Regions from separate parts of the Rattus norvegicus genome. Here regions 1 and 3 are each linked to region 2. A link is a contact called in public Hi-C data. All regions are on one chromosome and are shown on one strand. Each heading gives the region's core, a stretch centred on a gene start, on an enhancer-like site or on the middle of the called end of the contact. The rest is flanking DNA. Distances are from core to core; before and after follow the strand shown.

Region 1 (4,728 bases), core at 784-3,283, 140 kb after region 2:
CCCTGGCTACTTCTCCCAAATCTCTGAAGTAAACAGTAGGCTAACTACAGCCTGGGGCTGTCAAAGTTCACAGAGGCCCTGGACTGGGCCCAAGCACACAGCCCCATTCTCCTGTGATTTATGGAGAAGGCATCTGTGCCAGCAGCCCTCTCCTTACCACTTACCTTTTTTCTGGAGGAGCCAGCCTTGATGAGGCAGGACTTCTGCAGGGCCAGGTAACCACCGATCACCTCAATCTCATTCACAGTGGGGTATCGTTTCTTTAGGGCATTCTCCAGGGTAGTGTGGGGTCCCGAGAGGCTATCAGCATCCTGTTCCTCTGCCCCTTGCTGGAACTGCCCATTAGTCTGACTTAAGTGTGGCTCCTGAAGGGTCCCTGGCTTCCTCTTGGGCACTACTGTGAAAGTGTTGCTACCTCGGTTGAGGAGCTCTGAGGTGTGCCCAGGTGTGGAAGGGTGCAGGTGGTACTGGGAAGGCACACCAACTGCTGAAGAGGGCAGTTTGGCTTCTTGAAAGGCCGCCTCCTCTGAGTCTACTTCATCAATGAAGGTGACTGGAAGTCCTGGCCTCACAGGCTCCTGGCCATTCTTGGTCAAGCCAGGAACCCCCAAGCCTTCAGCCGGCTCAGCTTCAGTAGTGGCTGGTAGAAATGGAGGTGGTGAGGCTGGCCTCTGCCTCCTAACAGACTTGTCTGTGTCAGAAATGGCTGGCCTGGGGCAGCCTCCCTCCCTAACTGCCCACTGCATCTCAGCAGCCAAGGAACTCTTCTCTAGGGCAGGTGCACCATCCACTGTAGACACCAGCTGGGATCCGAGCCCCTGGCTCTGAGAGGCCCAGCCCACCTCCCCCTTTGGCTCCTCGAATTGCCTCCCCGCCGCCGAAGGATAGTTCCCAGGGGCTTTGCGCTTGGGGATCAACACGAAGGAGTTGCGGGAGTTCACTCTGAGGTTGGCCAGGGCTCTGGCCTGAAGGTCCCCAATTGGGATAGTTTCCATGTCTGGCTTGGAGGATGGCCTTATTTCGAAGGAGTCATTGGCGCTGGTGGCAGAGGAGACCCACTGGCGCTGACTGGGAGTGGCACTGGCTGGGCTGGGCGCCAGGAAGGCAGGGGGCCCAACTGGAGTGGCACTTGGGGTCCCAGGGCTTGGGGGTGGGTGGAGGGAGGGTTCCTTTGACTCCACCTTTGGCTTCCACTTGCCCGGTACAGGCGGAGAGCCCGACAACCCATTGGCAGGGCCGGCAGGGGATTCCTGAGTCATGGGTCCATTAGAAAGCGAGCGATTGACCGCACTGCCGGGCAGGCCTCGGGGGTGGACAGTGAAGGAGTTGCTGCCGGTCTTTTGTAGGAAGTCGCTGCGCCGGGCCCCGGGGCCGGCAGTGCCGTCGGGGTGCGCGGGCTCGCAACAGGCAGAGCGCTGACCCGCGCGCTGGGCAACGGGGACAGGCGAAATAGGGGGTGCGGGCTGGCTAGGGAGCACCGGTGGGGCAGGAGCCAACGACCGATTGGTAGGAGCGCGCGTGGCAGCAGATGCAGGCGCCACGGGAAGCTGCGGGAGCGCAGGGCGGAAGCGCTCTGGGCTCCCGCGGCGGCGGGGCGCAGCAGGCGAGTCGAACTTTTCTAGCAGGCGGCTGACCCGGCCGGGCTGTGGCTCCTCGTACACCACTACCTCGGCAGCGCGGATGCTCGAAGCGGGCGGCACAGCGGGCGGGAACCCTGGCGCTGACTCGATGATGAGGATGTTGTCGGCTCGAATGGTCCGCACGCCGGGCACACGACAGTACAGCTCCAGCAGCTGCTGAGCGGGCCGCGCCCCGCGCCGCCTCTCCGATTCAAGTCGCATGAACGGGTTCTGGCTTAGTGGACCCAGACTCTCCGCCAGCACCAGCCGCTCGTTAGGCCCATCCGGTGCCGCTCCAGATCCCGGGCCTCCGCTCAGAGCGGCCAGTTTAGCTCGCCTCCGCTCAAGTATCTCCCGTTTCCAGGCGGGCATCACGGTTCGCGGCCCCGGATCGAGCCGCCCCAGGCCGGCCATGCTGCGGCCGTGCGGCCGCGACAGGACTGCACGGCGATCGCGCGTCGGACTGACTCTCAGCTACCTGCCTCAGTACCGCGCCGTGCCACGCCCCCCTTGGTAGCCGCCAATTGGGCAAGCGCGCTCGGACCTAAGGGCAGGACTACCTACCTATAGCAGAAGCAAACAGCCCAGTTGACTGGAGAATACCCACTAAACCCCTCCCCTTTAGCATTTTCATTGGACTACAACCGGCACTAGTCAGACCCTATTGGTGAAAGTCTGTGGACACCCAGTGAAGCGCTGCTCAATGGCTGCTCCTCACTTCCGCCTTTGCGCTCTAAATCCGGCGCCTTGGATCCCAATTAAAGTAGGGCTTGTAATTAAAGCAGGTATCGCCTAGCGGACCCTTGCGACCTAGGTGACCTTGGCACAGTTCTGACTTCAGTATACAAGCTGCAAGGGCCTTCCACCTTTAGGCCCAGGCTCCGCACCAATCTGGAGTCCTTGAACCGCTGTGGGCAGGCAGCCAAGGTTCCCTTTCGGACCTAGAAATGCTGCTTCTGAGATCCACTCGGGGAATAAAGAGTGTATTTTCGAGAATCTTGGTTTTGTAGGTCCCAGACTTACTGCGTGTATGAATATCTGGTTTACAGCTTGCCACCCACGGTTCTGCCAGGTATCCATTATGTGTAAGAGGCAAGGAAGCAGCCTTGTTTCTGCGCGCGCGCGCGCGCGCGCGCGCGCACGCACACACACACACACACACACACACACACACACACACACACACGTTACACATTTAGGCAGTTCTGTCATGCAGAGAAGTACAAAAACAAGGGTAAAGGTCCCACTAACTCCTATTGAAACGCATACCTCCAAGAATGGGTAGGGGGGTAGTGACTCTGAAGGGTTACAACCTCACAGCTGATAAGTAGTGAAAACTTTCTTTAGGTAGAGCTGCATAATGCGGCTCCCTCCCCAGCATACACAGTAGGGCAACTGCTTGGAGGGATTAGAAAATTGGAGGCTGCTGACTGGCGGTGTGTTTTCCATTCACCTGCCTTACAGTCCACAGCCAGCTGAGGCCTGGCACCGCTGCCCGCCGTGCCTCTTGCCTTCCAGGGACTCTGCCTCATGGAATGTGGGCCTTTGCAAAAACAGACTCAAACTAGGGGTAGGTGCCTTAGGCTTCTGGGTTGAATGGCAAATCTACAGCTCACACCACCTTCCTTTATCTTTAAGTTGCCTGCTGGTCCACTCCATCAATATAAACTGGAGATTATAAATGAATTTCAGGGTTGGAGAGACAGCTCAGAGTTTAAGAGCACTGACTGCTCTTCCAGAGGTTCTGAGTTCAAATCCCAGCAACCACATGGTGGCTTACAACCATCTGTCCTGGGATCTGATGCCCTCTTCTGGAGTGTCTGAAGACAGCTACAGTGTACTCATAGTAAATAAATAAATCGGGCTGGAGAGGTGGCTCAGCGGCTAAGAGCACTGACTGCTCTTCCAGAGGTCCTGAGTTCAATTCCCAGCAACCACATGGTGGCTCACAACCATCTGTAATGAGATCTGATGTGTGTGTCTGAGGACAGCTACAATGTACTCATATATAATAAATAAATAAATCTTAAAAAATAAGGGCTGGAGAGATGGCTCAGCCGTTAAAGGCTAGGCTCACAACCAAAAAATAAAATAAATAAATCTTAAAAAAAAAAACCCACATTGCTAACTTACCCTGTAGTGTCGGAGATTGGGTCCAGAGCCTTCTGCATGCTGGGTGAACTCTCTACTACTGAGCCACAGTCTCAGCTTCAAAGAGAACTTCTTCAAAGAGAAGTTCTTCAAAGAGAACTTCTAGTACTCATGCCTTTTATACTCAAATTCTAAATTACCAAAATAAAACAGGAACACACAAAACAAAATCTAAGAAATGTTACAAGGAAAACCACTCCAAAGCTCACCTCGTATCTTGCTTTGAGAAAAAAAATCAGCCCAATCCTAGATTAGAAACATTTTTTCCTAGCTGGGGGCAAACCTTACAAGTCACCCCTTGACTGATGTCCTCAGTGAGTGACATGCCTGACGATTTGTCCCCAACAGAGGAGGCATAACCTGCTGTGCTGGAGCACAGACCAGCACACTTGTTCTGCAAAGGAGCACACGAAGTTATTTTCTAGTGATTCTCAACAGAAACATGGCAATGTCAGAATGAACTACTGGTTGTTACAAATGAAGGCTGCTACAGACCAGACACACTACCAACCTTCTGACATCCTCAGGACAGTCTCTTCTTCGTCCAAAATAAATGGCCAGGGACTGGTGAGGTGTTAACATCTGCTGCTCTGTAGAGGGAAGACCTGGATTTAGATCCTAGCACCTGGATGGCTGTAACTTGCTCCTGGAGATACAGTGCCATCTTATGGCCTCCATGGACATTGCACCTGTGCTCCACAGCCACACAGATTTTTTTTTTTTCTTTCCTTTTTTCTCTTGTAAAAGAATGACCTAGTCAGCTGGTGGTGGTGGTGCATGCCTTTAATCCCAGGAGAGTCAGGAGACTGAGGCAGAGACAGGCAGACCTCTGTAATTTCAAGGCCAGCCTGGTCTACAAAGGAGTTCCAGGATAGGCAGGGCTGTTGTCACACAGAGAAACCCTGTCTCAAAAAACAAAACAGAAGAATGATGCCACTCAAATTGCTAAGCATACTGA
Region 2 (4,765 bases), core at 870-3,369:
TTGAAAGGCCTGGGCTGATTAGTGTTGGGGCTGCCATAAGTCATAGTTCTGACTCACACTTTTGTCGCTCGGGGTCCAGAGCACAATGTTCTCTTATACCTGCCAATCAGCCCATCCTGACACAGCTACACAGAGCAGTGAGCTTTACGCCTCAGTCTCTCCTATGGGATGCACAAGTTCAGTTGCTTCAAAGGTAAGGAATAATCCCAGCCTGCGACTGCAACTTTAGTCCCTGTCTCAGGAACCCAGCAGGGCCATCAACCCTGCCTGTCTCTCAGGCCAACCAGACCCTTCCAGTCTCCACACTGCAGGCTCCCTGGGATGTGTACAGACTCTGGCTTAGTTTCCTTTGTAATCTGACACTCTACATCTCCCGCAAAGAGGTTCCAGAGGCTCTGGTGGCAGGTGGCACACCGAGTCCCAGGCTGCACACCTTCTATCCTCCACAGACTGTGTCAGCAGCCTCCAGGAACAGCAATCTAAGCCTGGGGCTTGGGAGAGTTAAACAGCACAGTGCCAGGAGGCTTCCATGGGCTCCACCCACCAGCTCGGCTCCAGGGAGCCAGACGGTCCCTGCCCCTGGTGCTGACAACCTAGTCAGACCTATACTAGAGGTGGAGCACAATGCCGGCTTAGGGCTGTAGGGCCTCCCTAGTCCGCCAGCCTACTGTTTAATCTTGGGTAGAAAGACTCCCTCCAGCCTGGGTCCCAGAAACAATGGCAGCTGGAGAGTAACTGGTTTCCTACCCATGCCTGGCTACTGGCCTTTCCTGGGCACTAGGTTTGATACGAGGCTGCTTAGCATGGGGTCAGGCCAGGCCTCTGCATTCAGCTAGAGGCCAATGAGCAGAGGCCTGCACCTGCCCAGGGAGGTCAGTACTGAGTCCCATCCCTGAGGTGGACCCACCTGGGAGACAGCCTATTTAGCACCTCTGCCAAGGCCCAGTCTGGCCCTCCACCCTCCAGAGTCTCTTCCAGTCATGCCAACCTTTCCAGTCATGCCAACCTTCAGTTCAGTTCCTGGGTTGCTTGCCTAGGAGGAGGTCTGCCAAGCTCTTAAGGCCCCACTTCCAGACTGATCTTGTTAAGAGTTCCAGTTGTGCCACATACCAGTCACCTCTCCGTGCCCTCAGTTTCCTCATCTGTAAACTGGGCTCAAAGCAGCTCCCATACATACCAGACAAACTCAGTGAACATATAGGCACCCTCTCCCACTTCACTCCCCTCTGGGAGATTCAATTTGAATCCTGTGGCTTCAGGACCCATCTGTCAAGAAGGTTCTCCCAGTTGGGGGAGAGGGGGTCACACTCTTCTAAAGGGTCAATACACAGACCTCAGACCAGAGGACTGGGTGGTGCATGCCCTCCAGGGCAGGGGATGGGGGCAGCTTGACCCCACTAAATTGGAACAAGACCCTAGGCCTGGAACCCTTAGACTTTGTCATAGGAACCCCTCTACACCACACACACACACACACACACACACACACACACACACACACACACACACACTTGAGACAGGGCTGACAGGCAAGGCCCGCTGACACCAGGAACAACACTGCCAACTGCAAGCCTGGGAGACACAAAAACAAAGACACAGGATCCCCTTGAAGGGCCACGAGGAACCAGATGGCTGAAGACCCAGAAAGACGTCCGGAGACACACAACAGACTGACTCTGGGACCCAGAGACAAAGACCAAAAGCACGTGAAATCTACATTCGCTTCCAAGAACCCGAGAGAAGACTCATCTAGCATGGCCTTCAACAGGCCTGACCTGTTTACCCTACCCATGCCCAGCGGATAGGGCCTGCCTGGCCTGTGGGCCTGGGTAAGGCCAGGGCGGTGGCAGGGAAGACTAGGGCGGCGCCGGGTGGCAGGATTCCCCACCCGGCAATCCCAGCCCCGGAGCGCCCCGCAGCCTGCGCCTAGAGCGCTCGCTCACCCGGGCGGCGGGCGGTGGCACCATTCAGGGCCGCTCCCAGAATAAGGCCGGAGAGCAGCAGCCGCAGCAGCCGCAGGTGCCGCGGGGAAGGCGGAGGGACGGGCGTCGCCATGCTTCAGCGCCGCCACCCGGGCAGCATGGCACCCCACGGCCCCGGGCTCGGTACCCACTCCGGGAACCGCGACTGGAGAAGCCGGGAAGCGAGAGGGGCGGAGGAGGAAGAGGAAAAGAGGAGGCGGCGGCGCTGACGTTGCGGCAATGGATCCGGGATGGGATGGAGGCGCGGCGGCCAGAGAAAAGTGTCCGAAGTGCGCCTGCGCGCTCTACCTGCGGGGGCGGGACATCTCTTCTAGTCGGAGCCCCCCTCCCTCTACATCCTGATGGGGCCCCCTTTCTAAAGGCGGCTGAGTGTCTCCCGTCCTCTAGTCTCTACAGCAGTTTGCCTCATTACCAAGAAATCTGGCTTGGGATTGACTAGCAGTGGGCGTCCCAGGATTCACGCCTTTTTAGTGGTCCGACTGCCCTCACCACCCACCCAGTTAGAACGGAGGAGCTTAGACTAGGGGAACCCAGGGACAGATCCTGGTTATGTAGACTAGGCTGACTGTTGCAGGTTTGCAAAATGTATCCAACAATGATAAACAGGTGTATAGAGACACACCGGTGTACTTTCTACGCTACGAAGAAAAGCAAACACAGCCAGCAGGCTCACAAGATCAAGTCAGGCTCGTTCCCGAATGATGCCACCAGGGGGCAAGAGTAATTTGACATAAGTTGACAGTCGTCTGGGAGCTGTCCAAGGTGGTCATGATCCCAGGTAATGGCTTGAGTCACATGTAGACCATCCATGGTACCTCATGATTACCATTCACTTACAGTCCCAAGGGGACACTCCACCCCCGACGGAGACACCCCCCTGGCTGAATCAAGAAAGCAATGTTGAAGCTCAGCGTGATGGTTCATGCCTTTAATCCCATCACTCAAGATGCAGAAGTACGCAAATCTCTGTGAGTTTGAGGCCAGCCTGATCTACATATCAAGTTCCAGGAGAGCCATGAATATATAGTGAGACCCTGTCTTAAAAGTGAAAAACAGGGCTGGGGGATGGTGGTGCACACCTTTGGTCCCAGCACTTGGGAGGCAGAAGCAAGCAGATCTCTGTAAGTCTGAGGCCAGCCAGATCTACAAAGTAAGTTCCAGGACAGCCGAGGGAAAACCCTGTCTCATGAGGGGGAAAAAAAACAAAAAACACACACAGAGAAAAGAACAAGGCTGACTTCCCCAGCCTTACCTGTCTTCCCATCCTTCAGGCTAGCAAACTCAAAGAGGGGGCTGTCAGTGCAGGTTTAAAAAATGTATCGAATGATTCTTCTCTCTCTCTCTCTCTCTCTCTCTCTCTCTCTGTGTGTGTGTGTGTGTGTGTGTGTGTGTGTGTGTGTGTCGCGCACGCATGCACTCGAGCTACCATCCCAACCCAGCCCTTAAGGCATTGACTGCACAGAAATAGAGTCTGAGCTAATTTCCCATGAAAGAGGCAAGAGAGTCCCATACTCGGGTCACACTTTCCCACCTAGAGAACACAGAGACTTAGGCTGCGGATGCAGGTGCCTCTGACCTTCAGGCCTACTAATATCTCAAGTATCAGTTGGAAAAAACAGCTTGGGAGTGCAGCCTCAATTCCTGTGGATGTCATTCGAGGGGGACCTGCGGTTTGTTAGGGTTCTGTCTGTCAGAGAAAACTCAGACTCAGGGACAACCCCAGAGCAGAGTAGGTAGGAGTGCCTCCATTGCCTCAGGCCTGGTACAAAAAGGGAGGAAGCAAGAAAAGTCAGTATCTTGGAACCAGGTTTCACCCAAATAACCAACAACACAGCTGGAAGGCAGAACAGGCGACCAAGGGTGCCCCGCCCTAGGAACACTTCGCTGCTCTAGGAAAAATCTTTTATTACAAAAGTTTTTACAAGTAGGCATGGAACTGACTCCCAGCCTGTAGGCTCTGGTGCCTGCCTTTCTAAAGGCCCAGACAGAAAGTTCCCAGGGCCCTGAAGATCAGAACAAAAGTCCCACTCCGAATGGACCTCACCCTGAGTCACAGGCTGAGACCTGACATCCTAGGAAGAGAGAGGAGGATTAATTGAGAACTCAGGGCTGCCCACGTAGGCTTTCTGTGAATGTAGATAGGGAACGTTGGTTTCCAGGCTGCTTCAGGGTCAGAGATGCCCTCTGGAAGGGAGGGATAGTAGGGAGTTGGGAGAGGCTCCCAGTTCACCCCTAGAGGGCGCCTGGAGACTTGGCAGAACGCACCTGGCGCAGGAGCAGGACCAGCGCCGCCAAGATCAGGACTGTGAAGAGCAGCAGGAGAGCGACCCAGGAGCTGAAGTGGGTGCCCTTGCGTAGTCCGGGGAGGTCGGCAGGAATCAGGTTAGTCAAATTCAGCATGTAGCCCAGCGCCCAGCCGACAGCCGTGTCTGCAGCCTAAGAGGGGGGACGGCATGGCATCAGCCTCCAAGAGGCCGCACCCCAACCCTCTGACCCCGCCGTTTACCCACCTTCTTTTGGAAGACCACTTCTCTGAAGGAGCGCTCATCGAAGTGGTAACCACGGCTCAGAAGCTGATGTATGAACATGGCTACAGCACAGTAGTCAGCCAGGCGGGTCTTTTGTCCTGGCACTCGGGCCTGAAGCTAAGAAGAGAGCAAGACAGCATTAGCTTCAAGACCATGAGGAGCTATGACCCCTGGGGTACAGCACACCCTACCCACTTCAGCTCAGGCCAAGAAAGGCATACACAGGAAATACACAGAAAGACCTAGTCCAAAACG
Region 3 (4,460 bases), core at 939-3,438, 210 kb after region 2:
GCTATATGAGTCATAAAGAAAGTATGTTGATTTTGGCTCAGGGACCTGGTCCAAAGGTCAGGATGAATTTGACAATAGCCATCTTTCTAACAGAGGCCTGTGGCATAGGGAACCTCAGTGATTGGGGCATAGGGGGAGGAATGAAAATGTGTGAGTTCTGTTTTCTCTATTAAAGCCATGGGACTGACTGAGGGTGACATTCCCACAACCTCCTTTGATCATAACCTCCAGTCTTGAAGGCACGGCACAGTGGATTGAATTTTCAGCCTCTGCCACCTTCTAGGTGGCTGGGGGAGGCTTCAACATATGATACCACAACCGGAACATCATAGGACCACAGGAGCGCTGCTAAGTCTCTAGCAGTGTAGAGGTCACAGGTCATAAGGTCATAAACACAGGCCTTCAGTTGGGGGAAATGCTGCTGGATTCTCCTGTTTATCATCATCATCATCATCATCATCATCATCATCATCATCATCATCATCATCATCATTTTTTTTTTCCTGTGGCAAGTTCTCTGTAGCCTTGGCTGTCCTGAAACTCAGTGTGTAAACCAGGCTGTCCTGGGAGTCACAGACACAGAGTCACGGACTTGTCTGCCTCCCATCAGGCTCGGCTTGCTTATTTTAAAAGTGGAAGAGACATGTCTCTGGGGGATGGCAATGACCCACTAGCAAAAAGCTTGTGACACCAGGACTGTGGGTGTCATATCCCGGCACCTGCTACTTACACAGCACAGACATTTCAGGAAGGGCGGGGCTGTGAGGTCCAAACACTGAGGCTCTTGGGACTGTTTTCATGTGCTAAGGATGGCGACGGGGCCACATTGGGTAGACAGGAAAGGACTGGGCCCTGGACAGAAGCTGGGAGAGGACTGGATGCTGGGCAAGGCCATTGGGCAGAGGGAAGGGCTGCTAGAGGCTGAGGGCTGTGAGAGACAAAGGTCTGTGTAGTTGGATTCTGCTTGTGTGGGCCAAGTATGCCTTCAAGGAGTTGTGGAAGGAAAGGGTGAAGGGTCAGGTCTGGGGCCAGTAAAGTTAGATTTTACAGTAGGGTTGGACAAGGGATCGGGCACTGAAGCTTACAAACCTGTCTATAAAAGCCTTCTCCTTGCAAAGATTAACTCTGCGGCATAAGTTCCCTAAATGGGTCACTTTATCAGGCCTTTTTTGTATCCCAAAATGGGACTGTGCCTGAGAATTTGACAGATCAGCCTCTTGCAAAAGTAACTGGCCAGCATTGGGCTTACCTACAGATTACCCTGTCCCTTTTTTACAGGGCCTGACCAGCTACCCCAGGACCCAGTATCCTTCCTGGGTCAGAAAATTCTAGACTAGAAAACCAAGATTTTTAAGAGCCTCTCCCCTCTAGGGCCTGGTCAGTCAGCTTTCTGCACACATTTTACACGGTCTGTAAGTGTAGATGCGAGGTGGGTTATAGGTGAGCCTGAGTTGTTTAGAGGGATCTGGAAACACTTGTCCATTTTAGCCACTCTAAACGTGAGAGAGCTGGAAAGTTCAGGAATCCCAGGCTGGCCAAGGAAGCAACCAGCTCCCTTCCAGAATGGGAGGAGTCGGTGGCCATCCATGCATGGGCCCTTCCTGCACAGAAGGGCATGTTGGTGAGCCGGGCTACAGGCAGACAGGTTGCCATGAAAAGTCTAAAGCTTTTCCGTCTCCAAGTTCTTAGCCCAAGAACCTTTCTAAACCCGCCCCTCCCACTCCACAAGGACCCTGAGCATAAGGGGTTCTATCCCTAGCTCTAGAACTTGTGTTTCTTGGGTTCTGTCCTATGAGAGGTCCAGTTGAATGGGCAAAGGGGTGGGTGGGGGTAGAGTAGGGGAAGGAAGGGGAGCAGAGAGGGAAAGAAAGGAATTAGAGGTGCCCAGTTAAGCAAACGACCTGCTCTATTAGTTTACATTCAGCTAGAGCCTCAGGAGGGTCTTTAGGGTCCCTTCCTCAGTTTTCTGAGGGAAAGGAGTGTCCTGGCAGAGGGGATGTCAATAGAGGGCAGACTGAGCTTTTAGGAGTCCAGGGAACCTATGGGAAGAGCTGCTGGACCGGGCCCTCCCTCTCTGTGCCCTGGATAGGGGTTCTGGGCCAGTCAGCCAGACCTCCCCCCACTGGCGGATCCGTTCGGCCCAAGCTCCGCCTGCCAGCACCCCTGACTCACTTCCTTTGCATCTAAGCGGAAACCTCCCCAGAGCTTCCTCTGCTCCTGTCCCTGGGGACCTGCAGGAGTCGCTGCCCCTTCAAGCCTGCGTTGGACCAGCCAGACCCTGGCCCACCCACCTAACCCTTTGGGTGGAAGACTAGCATTTCCTGTTTCCTGAGTTGCTGGCTACTGGCCTTGGAAGGGAGTGGCCGAGCTGGGGAGCCCGAGCAGCCGCAGGTAGGGATGATATGGAGAAATCCAGGCCAGCCTCCTTACAGTCAAGGCTCTAGTCCTTCCTGGCTCCTTTTGTTCATCTTCTGCTCTTGTGTTCTCTGGGAGGATGCTGAGGGGCCCCAGATTTGGGCCTGGATGGTGGCTAAGGCTGGCAGTGGATTGAAAGGTCTAGGCTGTGACTAGGGACAGTGATAGAGCCCATCCTCAAAAACATGACAGTTGGTCTGCACATTCCTTTCCGCCAACTGTCCTAAGTATGGGGAGAGTCTCAACTCTTAGGGGTACCTAGTCCTCTGGGACAAGGGGCCTACTTGGGACCTGTAAAGCCTTTTGACAGTCTGATAGGTGCTGGGTGTGTTGTGTGCAGGGTTCAATTTGACTATTCTGTATCCCTAATCAGTGACATTATTACAACGAACCTTCTGTTTATTCCTCCAAGGGGGAAGTCAACAATTTGATAAATTATACACCTCACCCCACCCCCGCACTTCCTCAAGGCCTAGTCCTTTTCTGAGAGGACCCAAGAGATTTGCATGCGTTGGGGCCCTCCTGCAGAGAGCTGGACTTCCTGGTTGGTGGAGCTTGGGGAGGCGGGGCTAGTCTTTGGCCGTAAAACTCCTTAAGGAACTCCCAGAGGGTAAGATCCGGGACTCAGGAAGTCTTCCCATTTTCCTATTGCAGGGAGGGGAACTGCATGCACAGCACAGGTCCTGAACCATGGACCGCGGCCATCCTAGCCTAGAGCCCCAGGCCAAGGGGCCATGTGTGATCGCGCCAGTGCGCGCCGTGCTCCGTCTGCGCCGCCGAGTCTGCGTCTTGCGCAAGAGGCGCCTCTTGCAGACCGGCACTGAGCCGAGCGTTGGGACGGGGACACTCGGGTCCAGCGCCAGCTTGGGGACTCTGCGTGCTGACCTAGACCAACCTAAATTCTTCACCTTCGACAGCCTGACGGAGCTGTCTTCTAGGACACCCCGCAAGAGGCGCAGGCGTAGTCGGGTAGTGCTCTACCCGGAAACCTCACGGAAGTGTCGACCCCGTACAGAGCGGCAGAGTCGTGCGCAGCGTTGCCTGCTGCTTCTTGTAGCCATTGTAGGGTTCCAGGTTCTCAACGCCATTGAGAATCTGGACGATAATGCACAACGTTACGACCTCGACGGGCTGGAGAAGGCGCTGCAGCGTTCTGTGTTTGGCCAGCCGGCTGCTGTGAGCCGCATCATGGCCCTGCTGCGAGACTACCTGGCTACCCATGTGCACAGTCACCCCTTGCTCCTGGCACTGCACGGGCCCAGTGGTGTAGGCAAGAGTCACGTGGGGCGCCTGCTGGCTCGCCACTTCCGTGCAGTGCTTGAGGATGGTGCTTTGGTTCTGCAGTACCATGCACGACATCACTGTCCAGAGCTACGCCCGGTTCAGGACTGCCGGAAGGAGCTGGCACAGCGTGTGGCAGATGTGGTAGCACAGGCTGAGGCCGAGGAGAAGACCCCACTCTTGGTTCTGGATGAGGCTGAACTCTTACCACCTGCGCTGCTGGATGAGCTGCACGACCTCCTGCAGCCACAGCGCTCTCACCATTTCCACAATGCTATCTATGTACTCCTAAGTGGCGCTGGCGGTATAGAGATCACACACTTTGTGCTGCAGAATGCGTCACGGATGTTGCCCTCACTCCGCCACAGTGTAGGCCGTACTCAGACTGAGGAATCTCCAGCCTTGGAAGAGTTACAAACCAGTCTTCGAGAGCTCCTGGCCCGTGAACACCCTCTGTGGCACACTGCGGCCATCGTGCCTTTCCTGCTACTGGACAAGCCGGATGTAGTCAACTGCTTCAGAGAGGAGATGGCCGGGGAGGGCTTTTTTCCTGAGCAGGCGCAGGCAGAACATCTGGCGGAGCAGCTCAGCTACTACCATGTTGCTGGACATGAATTCGCCATCACTGGCTGCAAGCAGGTAGTAGCTAAGGTGAACCTCTTGCAACACAAGCCTGCACATGCCGGACACGAGTCAGTGGGCCCAGGCGTTTGAACTGTTGAAGAAAACAGGAAGGATGTCAGGTGATTTGTGGCCCCTAAGCT

The links. Hi-C and Micro-C count contacts between places; a contact is called where the count stands out from the background.
Region 1: a Hi-C map of liver shows a contact between it and region 2, with 3 times the contacts expected there. The contact joins the promoter of Tprn here to the promoter of Npdc1 in region 2. A contact is called at or near these places in 7 of 12 Hi-C or Micro-C datasets (the A7r5 cell line, the Rat2 cell line, frontal cortex and 3 more) and 1 of 1 datasets of contacts at active chromatin or transcription factors (oligodendrocytes).
Region 3: a Hi-C map of liver shows a contact between it and region 2, with 3 times the contacts expected there. The contact joins the promoter of Tor4a here to the promoter of Npdc1 in region 2. A contact is called at or near these places in 2 of 12 Hi-C or Micro-C datasets (kidney and liver).

What each region holds. Positions count from the first base shown.
Region 1 is chr3:28,471,627-28,476,354 of GRCr8, reverse strand. Tprn (taperin) reads right to left here and starts at 2,033. Exons shown (of 4, transcript NM_001024309.2): 1 at 165-2,033. The coding sequence starts at 2,033.
Region 2 is chr3:28,616,290-28,621,054 of GRCr8, reverse strand. Npdc1 (neural proliferation, differentiation and control, 1) reads right to left here and starts at 2,119. Exons shown (of 9, transcript NM_001004231.1): 1 at 1,944-2,119. The coding sequence starts at 2,055. It overlaps Entpd2 (ectonucleoside triphosphate diphosphohydrolase 2), which reads right to left. Exons shown (of 9, transcript NM_172030.1): 8 at 4,493-4,627; 9 at 3,818-4,418. The coding sequence ends at 4,215.
Region 3 is chr3:28,403,869-28,408,328 of GRCr8, reverse strand. Tor4a (torsin family 4, member A) reads left to right here and starts at 2,188. Exons shown (of 2, transcript NM_001107816.1): 1 at 2,188-2,391; 2 at 3,070-4,460. The coding sequence starts at 3,106. The coding sequence ends at 4,410. LOC108350588 (60S ribosomal protein L23-like) reads right to left here. Exons shown (of 1, transcript XM_063284810.1): 1 at 3,022-4,460.